2 separate regions of the Oryctolagus cuniculus genome follow, and region 1 is linked to region 2. Evidence: chromatin contacts called from public Hi-C data. All regions are on one chromosome and are shown on one strand. Each heading gives the region's core, a stretch centred on a gene start, on an enhancer-like site or on the middle of the called end of the contact. The rest is flanking DNA. Distances are from core to core; before and after follow the strand shown. Region 1 overlaps AGXT2 (alanine--glyoxylate aminotransferase 2). Region 2 holds the start of DNAJC21 (DnaJ heat shock protein family (Hsp40) member C21).

Region 1 (6,305 bases), core at 1,863-4,362, 70 kb before region 2:
GTCCCTGTTTCCAGCTTCCTATTAATGTACTCTCCAGGAGACAGCAGGCAATGACTCAAGTAGTTGAGTCTCTGTCACCCACTTGGGAGACCTGGGCTGGGTTCTTGGCTCCTGGCTTCACCCTAGCCCAACCTGGGCAATTGCAAGCATTTGGGGAGAGCTCTCTTATCTGTCTTTCACATAACTAAAAATATTTTTAAAGCGGTAAGAGTAGAATATACATCCACAAAGGATCACAACAGAAACAGAAAGCACACTGAATTCATTAAGAGTGAAGCCATAGAAGCAAAAACCTGGATGTCATGAAGATCAAGGAGTTAAGCCTCGATCTGACTGGTGCTGAGCAGAGGGGCAGTTCGGTGGCCTTGGAGTGGCTGTGAGATTAATCCATGAGAGAGAACATCACAAAAGAAAGCTCAGGATAGGGTTTTCCACAGCGAGTGAGAAAACACAAACTTTCCATTAGATGGGACTTGATGCAGTGAGAGGAGGTTACACCAGCTCCCATTTGATTTGTTTGGGGCAAATTAACTTCTAGGTTAATTTGATATCAAGCTTTCTCACACCCAAAAAGAGGATGACATCACCCCCATGGAACCCTATTGAGAGTTTAAACAAGAAAATACTGCAGTCACTGCTCATTACTATCAACTCTGTCCGCAGAGAGTCCCTGCCTTTTCCTGGAACCTCCTTAGCAGGCACTTGGCTCTCGCCATTTGAGCTAACGTTTGTGCTTGTGCAGACATGTGATCTGCTGAACTTGACTCTAAACTATTGGCCAAGTGACATTATCTAATCCTCATAAACTTGGAGCCTAACATAATGTTCCTCACAGAGAGGCAAAAGCTAACTCCTCACAGTGCTGTGTGCATTTTGTCCATAGATCTTATGGCATCTTAGACAACAACTAGCCCACTTGAGATAAATGATTAGTCATCTGACAAGGCTGTGATGTCTGTATGTGATTTACAAATATGTGTAGTATATATATTCGGATATTTGTTACTATATAGCTAGAATTACATACTTCTAGTCAATGTGTATGTATTTAGATATATATCATATTATCATATGTGTGGATTCTTAGCTAACTGCTAAGAATAATAATAAGGATAATAGAGTACCCTAGGGACATTACCAAATACCATCTCAGAAAGGAAGGAAAAAGCCACTGTTAGATGACGTATGGCAAGGCCTTAATAACCCCTGGAAGAATTTAGAAGCTTCCCAGAAATCTTCACGCTTCCTCCAAGGCTACATTGCAAATCTTTGCACTCTGCTCAGGCCTGTAGTCCACAGTTTGGCCCTTCTCACTCTCAGTACACGACTTGGCATTTGACTTAATGGGAAAACAGGAGGTGTATCCAACAAGAACTCTGATTCTCACCCTCCTGCATAGAGCCCTCCTCTGCCTTCCTAAAATTGCCTCTTGCTTGCTCCCCAGCCGGTGCCCAGTGCCCTTTCCTGGCCTTCTCCCCAACATCTTGCTGGTCTCTCAACTCTCGTAGGGTCCTGCAGGGTGCACTTTTGGCCTGCACCTGCGACAGTACCTTCCCCAAACTCCAGGCTCCTCTGCCCTTCACAAAGCCTGTGTTCACTTTCATGGTCAAGCTATTATTTCACATCGACCTTTGCCCTCCCCTGTATTCTCCAGGATCTTGTGTGAGTTGTTCATTCTCTACTGGATCTTTAACTTCTACATTCTTCTTTTCTTCTCAACCTATAAACATGCAGTCTGTCATTGTTATTGCATTAAAAAAAAAAAAACTTTCTGCAAATGTTTCTCCTCTTGCTAAAAGTGATGTGCTGGGAAGAAGTGGGAAAATGCTACATCATTCCCTCACTTCTCTCTTTCCTCTGCAGCACGGCTCTTGGGAACGTATTCTGATGCAAATGGCCAATACAGCCCCAGTGGCCACATTCAAGCCTTCATCCCAGCTGCACCTCTGTGGGATCTGTGACTGCTGGCCATGCTCTTAGAAATCCTCTCCTCTACTTTTCATTTTTCATAGCACTACAGACTTCCATTTTCTTTTCTTTTCTTTTTTTCTTTTTTTTTTTTTTTTTTTTTGGACAGGCAGAGTGGACAGTGAGAGAGACAGAGAGAAAGGTCTTCCTTTTCTGTTGGTTCACCCCTCAATGACTGCTGCGGCCGGCGCACCGCGCTGATCCGAAGCCAGGAGCCAGGTGCTTCTCCTGGTCTCCCATGCAGGTGCAGGAGCCCAAGCACTTGGGCCATCCTCCACTGCACTCCCGGGCCACAGCAGAGAGCTGGCCTGGAAGAGGAGCAACTGGGATAGAACCTGGACTAGAACCCGGGGTGCTGGTGCCGCAGGCGGAGGATTAGCCTAGTGAGCAATAGCGCCGGCCAGACTTCCATGTTCATATCACTTCTCGGGTCCTTTCCGTTCTCACACATTGGTTCTGGTTTCATTTGCCCCAGATAATAGTACACTCTAGGGACATGACACTGACCCTTTCGTCCTCCTCTCTGTACATTCTGTCTGAGTGATTTTCCTGGTGGCTTTCCATCTGGGTACTGATAATCCTAAGCACATCTCCTGAACATTCTCCTCCACTTGACTTGAAATTCACACAGCCAGCGGCCTAGTGTCTCTGTGCACCCCCTGCCTTCTCTTCCTGCACTCCTGGCTACAGAGATATTTACTGACACATTGCTTTCTTGCCGTAAGTGCCTGGTGCTGGCTAATCCCCCCAGCCATCCCAGCCAGTCTTAAGCAAATTTGAGCCTATCTCACTTCATTGCCAGCCCTTTTGCTGCCCTGTTCACCTGCCAATCACAGCTTTTTTTGTCTCCTCTGAGTGTCCCAGACTTGGCAGTCATAGCTGATGTGTTCTTCACTGCTGGCCCTTGGTACACTTGGGACTTGCTTGGTCCATTTATTGCTCTGTTCCCTCCTTGGTCATGTTGTCCAGACTGACAGTCAGCACCTCACCCTCACCATGAAAGAGCTAAGCTAAGGGCCCTTCCTGTTACCTCCTTCTCTGCTCTTGCAAAAAGTCACAACTTGCAGGCATCATTCATTGGTACTTGAAGGAAATTTTTAAAAAGCAAGGAGGTAGGAGGAGAATGGAAATTCTGCCAGAAGTGAAATATTTTTAGGAGTTTCTTCTTCCTAAGCTGGCACTGGGGGCGAGGACCAGCACTATCACTGCACTCCTGTAGGAGTGTTGTTGATAATCACTGTCCCACAGAGGAGGACTCCCACTAGTTCTGTGTGGCACCCACACATACCAGGACCACCTGGCAGTGGCCTGATCCATGCGGCTGCGGTGGTCCTGTGCCAGTTCAACCAACCTGGGCTCGAAGGCCCTCTCTATTCTTGACAGTACTCCTGGAGCCAACTCCTAGACCCTGGGAGCCATGTCTGTAAGCCCCTCCTTCCATCTTTGCAGCAGGATTCCTTCCCTGCCCAGGAGCACTGCCTCCCTTCCCCCTCTCTGCTACTTCTCTATGTCACCCAGAATCAACCCCTCCCTGACTCCTCCAATCCTTCTAGAGGGTTGAGGGGACACGCACTGGCTTCATATCAAAGGAAGTAGGGTGTATATTCATTCAATCCGTGTGGTTCAGGGAAGAAAGCAGTTTAGTTTCTGTATTAAACTTTCCAAGATTCAGATTTTGCCATTTTTGAAAGCATTCTTCAAAGGAACAAGCTGTGTAGTTACACAATTTCTTAAAAAAATGTACCTGAGAAAAAGACTCACGTTCTTGATCTCAAAACTCGCCAGAGAAACAGGAATTTAGAGTGGAGGTTAGGATACTGCATCCCACATACCCATAGCTGGGTTCAATTCCTGGCTCCATCTAATGCAGAGCCTGGGAGGAAATGAAAGTTCAAGTAATTTAATCCCTGTCACCCATGTCGGAGACCTGGACTGTGTCCCAGGCCCTCAGCTTCAGCCATGGCCAACCCCAGATGTTTCAGGCATATGGGCAGTTAACCAGATCTCTCTCTCTACCTCTCCCTCTCCCTCTCCCTCCGCTTACCCCTCCTCCTCCTCCTCCCCCTCCCTCTCTTTCTGTCTCTCTGCCTCACAAATTTATTTTTTTGATAAACAGTACCACAAACTACAGTAATCAAAACAGTAAAGTACTAGCGTAAGAACAGATACACAGACCAATAGAGTAGAATAGATAGTCCAGAAATAAAATCATGCATATACTTGATTTTTGACAAGCATTTCAAGACCATTCAATAGGGAAAGGACATTCTTTTCAAGAAATAGTGCTGATAAGACTGGAAAGCCACAGGCAGAAGAATGCAGTTTTCTTATCGATACATGCAAAATTAACCCAAAATGAGCCGAAGACTTAAACATGAAAGCTAAAAATCATTAACTTCTTGGAAGAAAATATAGGTGAAAAATCTTCATTACATTGTATTTGGCAGGTATGTCTAGGACATGACACCAAAAGCATAGGCAACAAATTAAAAACAGTTAAATTGGGCTATGCAAAAGTTAAAAATTTTCTGCATTAAAAAAAACTTTCAAGAGAGTGAAAAGAAAGAAAAAAAGGAGAAAAGTATTTGTAAGTCATATATATGATAAGGGATTAATACCAAGAATATATAAAGAACTCCTCCAATTCATCAGCAAAAATATATATATTTAAAATGGGCACAGGACTTTATGGGTATTTCCTCAAAAGGATATACAAATGGATGAAAAAATATGATTAGATACTCAATGTTATAAATCTTTTGGGAAATGCAACTCAAAACCACAGAAGATATTACTTCATACCCACTAGCATAGCTATTATCAAAAAACAGGAAATAACAAGTATTTGGTGAAAACACAGACAAACTGAGTTCTTGTGCACTGCTGATAGTATTGTTTTCTGCTGTGGAAAAGAGCATGGGGATTGCACAAAAAGTTAAACATAGAATTACCATATGCTGTAGCCAGTCCGGCCTTTATGTGTATATACCCCAAAGAAGTGAAAGTAGGCACTCAAACAAATGATATTCCCATGTTCACAGCAGCATAATTTACAAAAGCCAAAGGTGGGCATGGGCAAATAGCCATCAAATATCAAATATCCATACGTGAAAAAGCACATCCTGGTATGTTCACCTGAGAGTATTTCAGAAAGTTCATTTAAAATGTAGTTAAAAGATATTTATTTTCATACAAAAGAAATTTTTTTTTTTTGAAATCCACAAAATTTTTTCATGGGCCTTTAAGCAATGGAACATTTTTCAGTCTTTAAAGGGGTAGAGATTCTGCTACATGCCATGGCATGGGTAAACCTTGAACTTGTTAAGTGAACAAAGGCAGTCACTAAAGGACAGCTAGTGTTTATTTCCATTGACATGAGGTCCCCAGGGCAAATTCATTGAGACAGAGAGTCTAATAGAGAACAGCTGGGAGTTATTGTTCGATGGGTACAGAGCTTCTATTTGGGGTAATTTAAAAATTCTAAGCATGGATAGTGGTGGTAATTATGCAACATTGTGAATGTGCTCAATGTCAAGAATTGTACATTTAAAATATTCAATTTTGCAACAATTTTAAGAAATGTTCACAGAAGATATTCATGTATAGAAAACATTTCTCTCAGTGAAGATGGGGGAGGGATTAATACAGAGGTTTAGATTGTATAAATTCATAGAATGAATGTTTACATGAATGGAGAGATTTAGCTGCCTTAAGGAAAACAGACTTCATATCTAGGTGAGGAGAAATGTTCACTATAGCAGAGAACTCAGCTGTTTGCTGCAAGTGTGTTTCTCATTACCAGACATTTGAGGTTAAGTCCATCCCAGAACGAGGCATAAGGTAAAGACCAGCAGAGATGCCTGGTTTGCGGTCACGGTTCAGTAAGCACCATCCCCAAGTGGGTGAGGTCAACATCCTCTCATCTGTGACGTGAGCAGGTTGAATCAGACAGAGCAACAAAACTCAGCGTTTTCTACTCTGAAACTTCAAACAGCAGCAGGGCACAGCAGCAGGACGATTCCTGGACTCGACTGAAGTAGTTTTGAGGCATCTTTGAGCTCTGGGACATCAGGGTGTGGCAGGCTTGCTTAGCACTGAGACCAGAGGTCTCCTGTGTAATGGGCATGTTGGTAATTGGCTGTAAAGGTGACCTTGTCGTGCTAATGAGATGCTAATGAGATGGGAAGTTTGAAAGTGAGTCCTACAGATCTGGCAATGGGAAGGTCTCCTAGGCTTCTCCTGATTGCTCCACAGCACCAGGCATAGACTGGGCACACATCAAGCCTTGTATATACCGTTGTCCCCTCCCAGCCCAATTCAGTGGTTTCACTTTCCAT
Region 2 (6,220 bases), core at 3,343-5,842:
TACATAAAACAAAAAACGGACTGGTGGGTAGGGTCTTTTTTCCTTCTAATCAGTAACTCATCTTAGAATACTGCTTTCTTTCACACCCTGCTTTCCTCCCCCAAAGACAAAACTCACCAATATGCCATCTGAAAATTACTAGAGTTGCTTTCTTAAATCACTGTTTCCATCTATCATATGGCTTTGTATTTCACTTCCATACACACTTGAGCCAGCTGACTATAAGGCTGAACTGAGTTCTTTAAGTATGAGCATAATAAGCTCAAAAGCAGGGGCTGGCACCGTGGCACAGCAGCTTAAGCTGCTGCCTATGACACCCATATGGGCATCTGTTCAAGTCCCTTTGCTCCAGTTCTGATCCAGCTCCCTGCTGATGGGCCTGGGGAAGCAGTGGAGGATGGTCCAAGTGTTTGGGCCCCTGTACCCACAAGGGAGACCCAGATGAAGCTCCTGGCTTGGGTCTGGCTGAGCCCTGGCCACTGTGGCCATTGAGGGGAGTGAACCAGCAGGTAAAAGATCTCTGACTCCCCTACCCTAACTCTTTCAAATAAGCAAATAAATCTTCTAAATAAGAAAAGTTTAAAAGCAGTCATGAGGGACTGGCGTCGTGGCCCAGCAGGTTAAGCCAGCACCTGGAATGCTAGCATCTCATAAGAAGGCAGGTTCATGTCCTGGCTGCTCCACTTTCAGCTAATGCACCTAGGAAAGCAGCAGGTGGCCAGAGTGCTTGGTCCCCTGCACCCATGTGGGAGTCCTGAATGGAATTCTGAATTCCTGGCTTCAGCCTGGCCCAGCCTTGGCCATTGTGGCCATTTGGGGAGTGAACCAGAGGCTAAAGCTCTCTCTGTCTCACCCCTTCTGTTAAACTATGCTTTTCAAATAAATACTAAATTTTCATTAAAAAAAAAAAAAAAGGCAGTAAAAGAAAGGGCAGTTGGCACAGCAATTAAGACCCTACTTGGGACACCTGCACTCCACACTAAACTGCCTGGGTCTGAGTCCCAGCTCCACTTTAAATGCCAGCTTCCTGTGCTAATGCACACTCAGGGAAGTAGCTGGTGACAGTTCAAGTAGCTGGGTTCCTACCACCGACACAGGAGATCCAGATTGAGTTCTAGGCTCCCAGATATGGCATGACCCTGGTTGTTGCCGGTATTTGGAGAGTAAACCAGTGGAAAGAAAATCTTTCTATTCATCGCAGTCTGTCTCTCTCTGCCTTTCAAATAAAATGAAAATACACTTACTTTAAAGCATCCATTAAAAAAAAAATCCCATTAAGCAACTGCAAAAACCACAGGTATTGCAAGCCCAGTCGTTAAAGTTTAAGAGGCATCCTCACATTATTCTTTCTCTCGACACGTTCATGCACTCTTGTGCTCTCTCCAGTGCCTGGAAAATTTCATGGATCATGTCTTTCAGCCCTGGCCTAAAGCCAGGCTCCCTGAAAACACCACTTGCCTACAGGCCTGCCCGGCTCCTCTTGCCACAGCACTTCCATGCTGGCCTGACCACATGGATCCTTCCCTCACACATGACTAAGATCCTTAGGCCATACCACCTTCCTCCCCTTCTCACTGCCTACTCGTCTCCAGCCACGCCCCTCTGACTCACTGAAAATGCTGGCACCTGACTCAGAATTTTCAACCCCAGCTTCTAGGTCAGTCATCCCAGGTGCCATCATTGCTGCCTGACCACCCAGCCTCCCCAGCTCCAGTCTTGCTTGGCCCCTACAGTCCATTCTGCCCAATATAGCCAGAGACTTGAAAAACACAAACCCACCATCCCCCTACTTCCAATTCGTCAGCGGCTTCCAATGCCTTTAGGTCCAAGTCCTGACCCTGTACCCTAGTGAGGTGGCCGCTGTTTACCGGGCCATGCTCGTCGTGTCCTGCCTCCCTCTACCTGTATTCCGCCTTGGGGTCTCCACCTACATGTCCCTTCTTCAGCAGCTAATTTCCTGGACAGCTCTCCCTTCTCCCACCAACACATAAACCTAGTCACGGCTGGATTCACCTGCTCCTAAGCACCTCGTACCTGCCTTCATACAGCCCCTGCATCATCAGACCGAAGCTGCCCCTTTTCCTTTTTGCCCTCAGACGGGGACCTTTTCCGCTTTCATCAGATGAATTACTAAAAGCTGCCCTGAGATCACACAGATGTTACTAGACAGAATTATTGACCTTACTGAAAATTATTCTCAGTCCCTCAATCAAGGTAATTACTTGTTCTTTAATACCATAAAAAAGACAGCTTTTCCATTTGAGTTAAGCAAAGCTTTACTATAGAAACATTAAGATGCAGTGCACACTGAACAAAATTAAACATTTTTTGAGTGAGGCATTTTCAAACCAAAAGATATCTGAGATGCCGTTAATCACAGTGATAGAAAAGATATATATGCACATTCAGTTCCTGACAGGTTTCAGAGCAGTTATATGCTATTTTACTAACATCTTCATACTTCATCCTTTCTTTCATGCACTGATTGCCAATTAATCACCAAATCTGGTAATTTCTCCTGTCAACATCTCTCCCTATGAGGTCTCTGCCCTAGCCTGACCCTGAGCCTCGATTGGGTAACAACCTGTCCCCTGTGGACTGACTTCTGTCTCCAGGCTTCTTCAAGGCACTGGGCTGCCTCCCCAGGATCCTCCAAGACTTATTAATAACACCAGCCGTGACTCTCCTTTAGTGGTAAAACAAATCTCTCAGGAACATTCAAGACCCTCTACAATGTGATGTCAAACTATTCTTCAAAAACATTTAATAGTGTTACCAAAATTACATATGCTGGGATCAGCTTTGTGATGCGATGAGCTAAGCTGCCACTCACAACACAGTGTGTTGGTTAAGCCCATATGGGATGCTGCCACTGCCGGTGGTGGCTTTACCCACTATGCCACAGTGCTGGCCCCCTCTAACTTCTTTCTGATTTCCTAACTCAGTTACTAAAGGTAATTACCTCATTACTCTACCAATATTCTTTACCAATATTACTTCTGGGTTTATTAACATTGACAACATTGACAATATCGTCTAACTTCCTGATGTGATAAACATTTCGGTACTTGGGCCATTTACATCTGTCCTTACACTATATGAAAAGTCTTCAAAAAGTCCACGGGAAATGCATACTGTCGAAAAGCTGCAGGGATTTCAAAAAAATGTTTGAAGCAAAATAAAGTCATCTTTTAATTACAGTTCCAAAGAACTTTTGGGAAGTACCTGATTTTCATGCCATTTTTCAGTGCTTCTGCTGGCAGTCAGTATTCCTTTGAAGAACAGACTCACACCTGTTGCTTGTTTCAGCAACCATCAACACCCCTTCCCAGCTGGGCCTCTGCCCGTTCCCTCATCTCCGCCTTCCCAGGACCACCACCTCGGTCCAACTGCCCCTGGCCCGTCTTCTGCCCCCACTGTGCTCCCCCCCATACTTTAAGTTTGCATTTTCAAATTCTGTTCCCCCGGGGTCCTCGGTGACAAGGTAACTCAAGTCCCTGCTCACACACAGATAATTCCCAGGAAATTATTAGTTGCTCTGTTAACCCAACTACCAACCCATCACCACGTTACACTGTTTCATTTGCACCTGTATGTATGTGTGGCGTGTTGCCCAGCGAGGCTCCGAGGTCCCTGTCTTGGCATTTCAGAGTTCGCATGCATACAAGGCGATCACCTGCCAGCTGTGTTTACGAATTCATGAAACTACTCACGCTCCTTATTATAAACCCCAGAAGGCTGAGATTCAACTTCGTAGTTTCCCGGGCTGGAATGCCACACAGGCCCGGGTCACAACCAAACAGAACCACCAGAGGCGGCATAGTTCTAAATCAACACACACACACACACACACACACACACACACACACACACACGGGCGGACACTCCATCAGAGTGAGCCGCAGAACCGGGTCCCAAGTGAGGCGCAGGGCTGCTTCGCCGGCCCACGAGCAGCAGAGAGAAGCATTCCTTTTAGAGGGCCCCTGACGAGCTCCCCTGACTTAATTTCGCTGAGAAAGGTGCCCAAGTTAGGGATTCCTGGATGAAGTTCTGGGAGCTCCATGGACTGAGGCCCACCAGGGGCGAGGCAGGGGCCAGCCTGAGCTCGGAGCCTCGCGGCCCGGCCCCGGCCCCCGCCCCGGGTGTGTGCGGGGGCGCAGGTGAAGTCGCCGACACCTGTCTCTCCCCATCAGGTGGCCATGCGGGAGCCGGGACCGTCGGGAAAGAGCGGGGTTCTGAGCCGGAGGGGCCTGGGAGCGGGGCGCCGGGCCGGGCCCCCGGCGTCGCCCAGGAGAGGGGTGAGAAGGGTCGCGGGCCCGCGGCGGTTGCGGGACAGCACCTACCAGGGTGCCATTTCAGGGCCAGCTTCCGATAGGCCTTCTTGAGCTCCTCCTCGCTGGCGTCGCGCCGCACCCCCAGCGCCTCGTAGTGACACTTCATCGCCGGGCCAGGCGGGGAGCCGGGGCGACCCGGGCCCGGGCAGGGGCAGCGGCGGCGCTGACGGGCCTCTCCTCCGGCGGCAGCCCGGCGCCCGCACCGGGCCAGCCAGCGAGCGCGGCGGCGGCGGCGGCGGCGTGGGACGGCGGAGGCGCGCGGCGCTGGCGGGCGACGCGGGCTGCGGCACGCGGGCGCGCGGAGGGGGCGGTGCCGGCGGCGGCGGCTCCGCATGGGAGGCGGGGCGGATCTGCTCCCGGAAGGGCCGCGCGCGAGGGAGGCGGGGCAGCGGCGGGGTGGGGGCGGAGCCTCGCGGAAGGGAGGCAGGGCCGTCAGGTGTCATTGTGAGGGCCACAGATGGCTATCAGATTGAGTGGCGTCTACTTGGCCGCTGATCTGAAAGCTGATGGGACGGAATAGGGTTGCTATGAGAGGTTCTGGTAAATATCTTGTAGGGCTCTGACTATATTATAAGTTATAAATGTTCACCTTTTGTTTGAAAAGGATACAGAGAACTTCCATCCCTGGTTATTTCCCCGAATGTTAGCAACATCCAGGGCTGGGCCTGGCCAAACCCACAAGTGGGGATGTCAATCCGGATCTCCCACGTGCATGCAGGAACCCAACTGCTTGAGCTATCACCTGCTACCCCTAGGGTACACATGGGTAGAAGCTGGAATCTGGAGCGGAGCCAGGACTCGAACCTGGGCATTCTGACACAGGACAGACTCCCAGACTTCCCAAGAGGCATCTTCACCACTGAGCCAGCAACTCAAGTAGTCCTGTGGCTGGCCTGACCCTCCTCAGCTGACAGTGGCAGTACTTGGCTGGACTGAACCCAATTTTTAATCTCTTTCCTTAATCTCTTTCCAACTCTTCAGCTGCCACTTAGTACTCTGATCTACATGGAAAATTACAGTAAGATAAACATTTCTTCAAGTAACATACCAAAAGCTTTATTATTGTCAAGGATAAAATGTTGAGTATTCATCCATCCAGTCCTCTTTAAATGTATTTCTGGTCAATAATCCTACCTTTCCATAATTGGCTTGGACTGAGAAAGTGGCTATGGAATAGTATTTAACCAGTAGCTTCTGGCTGATCTACATGTATTACATTGTATTACAGTACGGAGGATCTGTACAACTGCTGCAATTTGATAAGGTGTCATATCCCACTGTCCTTAAATTGCATCCACACACCAATACATTCCCCTGTAATGTGGAGTATTCACACACACTACCTGTGAGTTTCCTGTATCAACTACATATGGGTAAGGACAGAAGGGTTAGTGGTGTTTCTGACACCTGTTGAAATGAACAATTTGTTTATCCCTTATTCCCTAGTATCAAAACCAACCCTAAGCCTTACCAGGTTTCTCCACACAGCAATGTCACCAGTCACCATTCAAAACTTTTATTTTCCACAGCCTCAACCTTTTGGCATTGGCACTGGACATGGACTGAGAAGTCTGAGCTTGAGGGGAAATGGGAACTTTATGCTCTCAAGAACAGAATCTATCTTTGGAGCCGGCGCCGTGGCTCACTAGGCTAATCCTCCACCTTGCGGCGCCGGCACACCGGGTTCTAGTCCCGGTTGGGGCGCCAGATTCTGTCCCGGTTGCCCCTCTTCCAGGCCAGCTCTCTGCTATGGCCAGGGAGTGCAGTGGAGGATGGCCCAGGTGCTTGGGCCCTGCACCCCATGGGAGACCAGGAAAAGCACCTGGATCCTGGCTCCTGCCATCGGATCAGCGCGATGCGCCGGCTGCAGCGGCGGCCATTGGAGG

What was found. Hi-C and Micro-C count contacts between places; a contact is called where the count stands out from the background.
Region 1: a contact with region 2 is called in a Hi-C map of psoas muscle, with 2.5 times the contacts expected there. The contact joins the enhancer-like site here to the promoter of DNAJC21 in region 2. A contact is called at or near these places in 2 of 6 Hi-C or Micro-C datasets (psoas muscle and skin fibroblasts).

Annotation. Positions count from the first base shown.
Region 1 is chr14:60,660,293-60,666,597 of mOryCun1.1, reverse strand. AGXT2 (alanine--glyoxylate aminotransferase 2) reads left to right here. Exons shown (of 14, transcript XM_008262107.4): 14 at 1-2,379. Among named protein-coding and RNA genes, the nearest start is that of AGXT2, 52 kb to the left of the region's middle. Within about 2 kb of position 3,112, at least 3 of the 8 cell types and tissues checked have an H3K27ac peak or open chromatin away from gene starts, as enhancers often do.
Region 2 is chr14:60,591,681-60,597,900 of mOryCun1.1, reverse strand. DNAJC21 (DnaJ heat shock protein family (Hsp40) member C21) reads right to left here and starts at 4,592. Exons shown (of 12, transcript XM_008262105.4): 1 at 4,344-4,592. The coding sequence starts at 4,440.